2 separate regions of the Sus scrofa genome follow, and region 2 is linked to region 1. The links are chromatin contacts, called in public Hi-C maps. All regions are on one chromosome and are shown on one strand. Each heading gives the region's core, a stretch centred on a gene start, on an enhancer-like site or on the middle of the called end of the contact. The rest is flanking DNA. Distances are from core to core; before and after follow the strand shown.

Region 1 (4,720 bases), core at 95-2,594:
TGAAGGTTTATTGATTTTTTTGGCCACGCCCACAGCATGTGGAAGTTCCTGGGCCAGGGATGAAATACAAGTATGCCACATCTGAGCCATTTCAGGGACGACAATAAGCAGGATCCTTATCCTGCTGTGGCACAAGGGAACTCCTCTATTGAGTTTTAATAAAATGCTCTTTAAAATGTATATATTGCTTAGCTTTTCTGGGCTCAGTTTCCTTATTTCTAAAGAGAAGGCAATTGGATTATAGGGTATCCAAGCTCCTGCCAAGAGCAGGACTATTTTCAGTGTTATGAAGAAAGTGTACTTTCTTCCAACTATTAGAAGCTTGTTTCCTACTTTCTTTTCATCACTCTAGTTGTAGACAATTTTTCCAGTGTGATATATTAATATATTATGGCTGAAAAAGACTGCTTCCAAAATGCTTATAAGATTATACATCTTTTTGTCTAACAACACAAATTTGTTTAAATGGCCATTAGAAACTTGGGAAGATGGCATTATAAAACCAAGTGTCATTCGCTCTTCTAGAGTTGGCCTTGTATTAGAGTGTCATTTTTAGGTGTTTGTGCCTATCTCCTTCTGAAGTGGATAAAAATTATATGCTCTTATTTGTATCTCCCAAACCTATCACCTCACAGTGAAAGACGTGTTGGTGATATCTTGGCGACAGGAAGAATGGTCTGTGTCAGCGATAACAACCACGTTCCTATTCCCTGATCCTACCATTTATCTTCTGGGTGCCACCTTTCATACCTTCTATAGGGTTTCTGGGCAAATTTTAAAATGACTGTGCTGTCAACCTTTTCACGTGATGAGGACATCCAGACTGCCACCATTGCCAAGTACAGAAAATGGCACTTGCAATAGCCCAGAAGTCACCTCTGTTCTGAATCAGCTGGGGCCAGTGACACAGACTAAATCACATGAGAGAGCTGCTGCATGTCCTGGGAAGGTACGCATTTTCTAAAGAAAGAAAACTATTTTGGAACTTCTGAATGTGACAACCTTTCTTGTTCACACTCAGTAAACACATTAGCTGGATTCTTCTGATTATCAATTAGCAATGTTTTTGCCAGGAATACTGGCACTGATGCTGTTTTTAGCATTGAAAAATCCTGTGGAAGAAATGAGGATTTTAGCATGTTGTAGGTGTTATGGTTTCTGAGTGTTTTACGGCATTCTCTGAACTATTATAACTAATTAACTTTTCAATCAGAAAATGTGCCTCTTTTGCTGTTAGGTTTCAAGAGGAGTTTCTTTGAAAAGAAGTAAAATAATAAAGGCTTGGGTTGAATCTACTTTCATAGGCAAGTCACATCTCACATTATTAAGCACTTGTACTGAAGAGCTCCCAGGGCGAATGAGGCCAAGGTTAGGACTCTTCAGACATCAGAGGCCAAGTTCTATCTTATAAGAAATGATTTTATCCCCCAGTTACAGTCTAGGCCCCTGGCCCTGACTTGTTCTCTGTCACCAAGAGATAGTAGTTTTACCTGACATGAGGGATGCCAAGAAAGAGATCGTGAATGGCAGTGAAAATCATCATGATGCTAAATAAAAAGACAGCTAGACTGAATATGAATTTGTAGCTTCCCCTTTGTATTAAGTTGAGCCACACAAAATTGCCTGTTCTGTTAGTCAAAGAAGTAAAATAAAAGCAATTTTATATGGTTCGAACTTACATTTTTTCTGGCTATCATTTAGAAAGGAGAATTTAGGGAATTCTGTTAGGTCAACTAGACTGATTCTTTTTCATGCAAACACAGCTTTCTCAAGTTAAATGATCAGACTAAAAATAATTTAATTATAGGGTTTTCTGGAATAAAATTTTAGTAGAAACAGGGTGACAAAATCTAATAAGTTAACTATTTCTATTTAAGCCCAGTTAATTATTGGGGCCATATCATGTGATTATTTCTACCTCCTGATGCCAGGATACAAGGGTTCAAATCTGAGCTCTGATACATATTTCCTTCACCTTGAGCAGGTTACTTACTCCATCTGTGACTCTGTTTCCTTACCTTTAAAATAGAAATGATGATAGTACCTACCATGTAAGGTTGTGGCAAGGATTAAATGAGTAATCAATATAAAAAACTTGGAATGGTTTTCAGTATACCATTATAAATGTTGGTACTTATAGTTACCAATCACCAAATGAAGCTATGGAAGAAAACTAACTAGATGAGCAAATCCCTGTTGTCATTCTGGTTGTGGTCGAGATAGATTTTCAGTCTAGAGCAACTGATCTTAGAGCCCGGTACTATATTTTCCGACTGACTAGTGGTGTTAAGTAGATCTCATGTGCATGTTAGGTGATAACATTGTCAAAGATGACTGAAACATTTCACATGATGAGCTTTAGAAGAGCCAAGAACTCCAGTGAGCGCTAAAGATAGATCACCAGCCTGCAGAGAATCCCTCTCTGCTGGTTTAGATCAGAAGTGCAGTGACCTTACAGTGAGCCTTTTAGAGGATAAGTACTATTTGATGAGGACACCATCATGATTTGGTTGGTCATGATGCTCTAGCCCCTATCAAATCTTTAGTATCTGAAATTTTCTCACACTGATTCCTGTCACCATGAAAAAGGGGCCAACTCTCTCTTGATCAGGAATTGTGTGAGGCTCAACAAATACATAGCAACCAAGTTTTTATCTGAGCAGGGTGACAGATAATTTCTCAATATCTCACTAGAAAAAGAAATATGTGATATAGCGGTTTATGGTCAGATGATGGCTGAAAATACAAGGAAGTGGAATCTAAAAGCCAGGCAGAATTTTCAAGGCAGCAGACCACTGTGTTTTCCTCTTTCCATTGAAAACTGTGGAGGTTATGGACATGTAGCCATAACCTCTGGAAAAATGAGTTCCATTCTTTATTTTCTTTTTTTTAAAGAAGGACATTTATCTCTCTCTTTTTTTGGGGGGGGGGGAGGTTCCATGGTATATGGAAGTTCCTGGGTCAGGGATCAAACCCATACCGCAGTGACAACCTGAGCCACAGCAGTGACAATGCCGGATCCTTAATCCACTAAGCCACTGGGGAACTCCATGAGTTCCATTAATACTGTATTTAGCAGTGGATTTCAAAGAGAAGGTCCTTAGTAATTGTTTTACTCTGATGACATTAGGGAGAGATGATGGTTGTGCAGACACTCAACATCCCTGCTTCTCTCTCACTTTGTCCAATCTGTTTGTTTTGACAACTCCAGCACCCTGATTAGCTATCCAGTTACTCCTAGTTAAAGTAATTGAACATTGCTGGAGAAAAAATTCACAACTCGCTAAATGGTTTTACTTTAAATTCACAGTATTTCTCATATGGGCACTCAACACTACCCTCCAGTCCTATGAAATTCCCCAGTGTTCACTTTCCTCATCTCCAACACTGGTGTCTCATGTTCTGTCCCATCCTCTTCTCTTGTGTTCATCTGCTGACTTTCCTCCTGCTTCACAAAGAAAACTGAAGCCCTCTGATAGGAATACCTTCTTTATCCCACCAGCAAATCAGAAACCTACCTGTGCCTTTGCACAGACTCTGCTGTCCCTCCCAACCTCTCTGCTCATTCTGCTCTCCTCAAAGGCTTCAATGAGACAATTCAACCCTGTTTCTTTTACATCACGAATGTGTTCCTCTCTAGTAGATTTTCCTTATTGGAATTATCATCTTACAAAATGTATTGATCCTCATATCTATAATCTACTAATAATTTTCCCTTTACAGCCAAACCTGTTGAAAGAGTTATGTCCTCTATCTCTTCTCCATCCACTCTAATAAAACTCCCTTCTCCCTCCTCCCCTAAAAATGCTCTTCTCAAGGTCAACAATGACTTTTGTGTAGCCAAACTCAATTATTCCTACCCTCTCAGTTGCACTTGATAGAAAAGACCATAGTCTTCATCTCCACATATCTCCTTGTTTTCCTACTATCACAGTGCCCACACCATCTCAGTTTCCTTTGCCAGCTTAACTTCCTTTGTTCTACCTTTCAAAGCTGGTATACTCAGTCCCTTGGTTTCTTCTCTTTTCCGTGTACATTCCATCTCCAGGTCATCTCAGTCATTGGCTTTACATGCTGATAATCCCACATTTATGGCTCTTGCCGTGGACTGCACCACAGATCTCTGGATCATATATCCAGTTGTAGACTTGTCATACATACTTGGCATGTAAACTTACAATGTTCTAAACAGGGATATTAACGTATGTTTTCTCCCTTTCTTCCCTGTTCTAGTAAATGCCACAATTTACCTGGGTAGTACAAGTCAAAATCGTTATGTCATCCTTATTCCTTTTGTTTGTTCACTCCTCATATCCAATCCACCAGCAACAGAGAAATTTAATAAAGCCAAAAGATACCTCTTCAAAAAGATGAACAAAATTGATAAACCCCTAGCTAGACTGATATACAAAAAAGGGAAATTGAGCATATATTACTAAAATCAAGAATGAAAGGGATTTGTCACAATAGATTCTACAGAGCAGACCAGGATAATAAATAAATATTATGGGCAACTTCATGCCAACAAATTTGACAACTTCAATGAATTGGACAAATTGCTTGAAAACACTTTGCCAAAACTGATAAGATATAGAACAGATAACTTTCATAGCCCTCTTGTAAATAAATTAAAACTGTTATCAAAAAACTTCCCTCAAAGAAAAATCCAGGCCATTTGTTTCACTGGTAAAATCTATCAAGGAAGAAATATCATGAATCT
Region 2 (4,494 bases), core at 1,158-3,657, 200 kb after region 1:
AATGGCTCTGGAGGGTCACCTGCAGGTATGTGATACATGGTATTTCTTTGTATCCTCTTTTTCCTGCCTTGCCCCTAAACCATGCAGTCTCACCTTCTCTTTGAACTATCTGGTTTAATTATTTGCTGTCTCTAGTTTCCTGTTTATGTTCACATTTTTGTGACAGTATATTAAAACACACCCTTATGTTTGTGTTTCCTAAAATGTGCTCTGATATTTACATATCCATTCTCATACTCTTGCCCAGGTACAGGCAAATATACACATTCATTTATTTCTCCCTTTTGGTTATAACCAGTGACCGTATCTTGTGTGTCACTGGATTAACACCATAGACGTGTACACAGCTGATATTGTGCACATATTAATTACTTCTTAACTTTGAAAGATGATAATTCATAACTGTACTTGAAATGAAGAATAGTTCTAAAGCGTAATACGTCTTCCTTCCCTCTCTCTAGCACAAGCATGCTTTCTTTGATTTAAAACATTCAGTTTTCAGTTTGTTTCATCACCTGGGAGAAGTGCTGGCTTTGAAAATGTAATTTATGAAAGCATAACTTTCAAAAAGTGGCAAGAAAAATTTTTAGGTTTTTCTCATCCCATTACTTCAGTAATGAATTCTGATTTTCTTAATAAGAACAAGTTGTTTTATAAAAATCCCTTTTAATTATTTCAAATTTCTATCTGAAAAGGAGTGGGCTTGTCTACATAATTCTCCAAAGAGTGATCACAATAGACCACACCTAAGCTATCTGAAAAGCCAGGAAAATATATTGACCATCTTGATGTTTAGTTCCAGATAATTTCACCTCTGAACATTTCAAGTGTAACAATAATAAACTAGAAAGTAAACACCCTAAAAAACTATCTTGAAAACATCACTTTATATTTGTAAGATGTTACTGATGTGCAGGCATAGGGAATAAATACATCGTAACAGTGTTCCAAGCCTGTTCTTATTTTATAACAATTTAAAACTGAGATGGCAATGAGATTTTCAAGCTTTCCAGTCTCATAAATCACCATCAGGCATTTTTACCATTGTTTAATGTTTGCTCCCTAGAGAGATCATTATTATTTGGGACATAGAGTGTCTATATCATTTTACAATGTGAAAAGTAAAATATGAACACATTCTTGAAGGTAAGACAGCTTACCTCAAGTCATATCCCATGTCTATGCAAGAGAAATAAATAGAAACTTAGAAATTGTGATCCTTGTTTTTCTAGGGTGGCCATGTTAGACTACCCATATTTTCACTTCATCCTTCAGTGGGATGGATACCTTGTTGATAACTTTGTTGACCCTCTGTGTAGTCCTCCCGTTGACTTAGCAGTTGGCACAGATATGTCCTTTGTCTACTAGTTAGGTTTTGTGGAGAGTGATTTAAATAATGTTCATTCCAAATCTACATTTGTCAGGTTTCTACCCCTCTCTAGAAGCCGAGATAAAAATCAAAGACTAGGTGAAAACTTAAGTTCATTCCTGTTTTCCAGTTTTGAAAAAGGAGAGTTGAGGGGTAGAATGATTTTATTTTCCCTAGTTAAAAAAATGGAAGAAAAGGAAAGAAAAATCTTGCTGCTAGCATGTCAGTACCTTAATAATCAATAGGGGACACACCAATAGCTTCAGAACTGAGTATTTTTCTTTCTCGCCAAAGATGTGATTGATATAAGCCTCTGTAGATGCAAAGATGATTTTCAAACTCACTGCATAAGCCTGACTTAAGATAATTTTAAATAATGAAAACACATGTGATGTTAAAATAGCATTAAATATGAGTTAGAATTTGTTAGTGACAAAGGCCCTTTTAATGATGAATCTGGACAGGAAATGGTCATTAAAATCTAATCATATGCTTCTAATTGTGATGTAGTAATACTCTCTGCTGAAAGGCAATGTGATCAACTAAAGGAGATTGAGCAATAGTGGAATGGAAAAAGAATTAATAGCAGGCAGGGTAGTTTGAAACTTTTCTGAGGGCTTTTAGGAGAAAACATGTTGTAACCTGTTTTGCACTCGTAACCTAGAAGAACACTGATAGAAATTCGATGAAATAAAAAGTGGCAGAAATGGTTCCAGAAGTGGTGAGAAAGAGCCAGGATAAAAGACGATGGCTTTGCCAGCCACGCTGGCTGAAAGGTAGGTCCAAAAAAGAGACCTCACATTCCAAAGGCCCTCCCTTGACTCCGAGACCCACACTTTTCCCACTGCACCATGCACGTCCAGTAAATGTTGCCTAAGAAAATATTGGCTAAGAGGCCAATTTGGATTCGAAATTGGTTTGTCTGAAGCTAGAATTCACAGTTTTTACCACATCACTCTTCCTGCTCTAAAACCCTTCAGTGGCCTTCCTTTTAAATGTGCTGTGTAAACAAAGCGCATCATTCTTTCGGCATTCCATTGAGACTCCCTCACTCTCACCAGTTTCATCTCCCACTGCTTTCTACAGGAAGGGATCGCTGCATCCAAATCAGTCCATTGTTCAGCCTCTGTGCTCTTCTGCTTCCATATACTGTTACTCTGGATCTTCTCTCAAGTTGTTCCTCCATCTGGAACCCCCTCACTTCTGTCCTCGGTTTATTTCAATCTTACCCAATATTCAATGGTAAAGTAAAAAACGCACCTCTCTGTAGATGTTTTCTAAAGAGCCCAGCCAGTCCCCAGGTCTCATTTCCTTCTCTGGACACCTACAGTACAACCCGTGAAACCACTGATTGAATCTTTATTAGATTCTGCTTAGTGTTGTGTGCTATCATTCTTAGAAAGCCTCTACAACAGTGCAAAACCCCAAATCACACCAAAGTGCCTCCATTGTGAAGAATTAAATAAATAAGCTCTCATGCAATGTCACGTGTAGCAAATGCACCATACAGCTTATAGAGGGCTTTCACTTACCTCACCATGAAGTTTTGGATAAACAAGCTCTCAAACTCCCAGACTATAGAGTTTATAGAGGGCTTTCACATATAATATCTTACTTCACAGTGCCCTTGGAGGAAGGTCTGACAGATATTATGATCTTTATTTTACAGATGAGGAAGCTAAACTAAGGAATCATGAGTGATTTACTCAAGGTCACACTGACTACAGGGCAGCATGGGGATTTAGAGCCATTTGTTAATGCTCATTTGGCTTAATGGCTTTCTTCTTTCTGTACTTGATCATGTCAATTTTATAGTTTTAAACTTGTGATTCGGAGTTTGGATAGATTATTAAAATGACAGAGGAAAAAAATCTTCATACTAAGAGATCACAGAGATACAAAGCTAATAAACATAATAAAGGCATATGATTAATACTTTAAGTGACTTGGCAATTGTAAAACAAGAGCGAGCATGAAAGAGCTCTTAATGTTGAATTAAATCATGAAGACTAAGTGTGCCAGAAAGAGCAGTAAGATGAAAGTCTGGGAACTATGGTTCTGAGTTAAGTATGATTTAGGTTTTTTCTTAAATGTTCAATCGTGTACTGCAAGATGAAAGGACATATTATTCAAAATCCATTAAAAATTAGAAAAATATATGTTCACAAGATTCTGTTGACTAACCTGTTCCAGTGTTGAATTGCTAATATTCTTACCTGCAAGCTCTGAGCAGGCATAGTTCTGAGTATGTTTCATGGATCATCTACTACCTCTTACAACAGAGTTCAGAAATATTATTACCCCAACTTTTCAGAGAAACTGAGATGAGAACAAGCGTTGATATAGGTGAGTTCTTCAACATACACTCCCTCACCCCTAAGCCCAAGCTAAACTCTGTATAATCACCCTTGGAGTAAGGAAAATCTGAATCCAATGATTTTAGTACATTTTCAGTTAAAGTAAATATATTTGGGCTGCATTGTGCTTCTTAATAACTGTCCATTAGTTTAAAAAATAAGAACATTCCTTGAGTTCTTGCTAAAACTGTATATAACTTCAAGGACTTAATATTTCCCTAGAGAACTTAAAAGTCAAGTTTGGGACAAAGCAGTCTCCAATACAAGCTCTTCTGTGCTTTGCAGTGTCTGCACATCTGTTTGCTGCCACATATGTAAGAAAGGAACACATGTGGCTAAGTTAGGATTGCCAAGTGTCTCTGATTCTGAAAGGCAAGGTTTTAGTTTGTTTTAGGAGGACATCCTGGTCTCAGTGGTCTTCAGCCTTGTTCAGTTTAACCATAAATGCAGAGGTTAACAATTTTCTGGGAATATAACACAGTTTTTCTGTCTTAAAATAAGTGATTGTTACTCTTGTGGATGATCCATCTTCAAGCATGTTTGTGTTTGTGACCTCCCTTGTGGTACTGGCAGTAAACAGTGAGAGCTAACAAACGGCTGTTTGAAATAACACAGATCCAGGCTTGAATCTCAACCCTTCTTTTTACTGTGTGGTACGGAGATCTGGCTCGTCAGCAGGAATTCCACTCATAGCACCTGCCGTACTGCCCTGTGAATCCCAGTATTCCTGGGATGAATTTCACTGTGATACAATTAAAACAATCCTTA

What was found. Hi-C and Micro-C count contacts between places; a contact is called where the count stands out from the background.
Region 2: a contact with region 1 is called in a Hi-C map of heart right ventricle, with 6 times the contacts expected there. The contact joins two enhancer-like sites. A contact is called at or near these places in 2 of 47 Hi-C or Micro-C datasets (fetal heart ventricle and heart right ventricle).

The regions. Positions count from the first base shown.
Region 1 is chr1:40,429,102-40,433,821 of Sscrofa11.1, forward strand. No RefSeq gene overlaps it. Among named protein-coding and RNA genes, the nearest start is that of HSF2, 250 kb to the left of the region's middle. Within about 2 kb of position 1,345, at least 4 of the 83 cell types and tissues checked have an H3K27ac peak or open chromatin away from gene starts, as enhancers often do.
Region 2 is chr1:40,625,669-40,630,162 of Sscrofa11.1, forward strand. It overlaps LOC110260218 (a long non-coding RNA gene), which reads left to right. Exons shown (of 2, transcript XR_002343077.1): 1 at 1-25. Among named protein-coding and RNA genes, the nearest start is that of GJA1, 370 kb to the right of the region's middle. Within about 2 kb of position 2,408, at least 11 of the 83 cell types and tissues checked have an H3K27ac peak or open chromatin away from gene starts, as enhancers often do.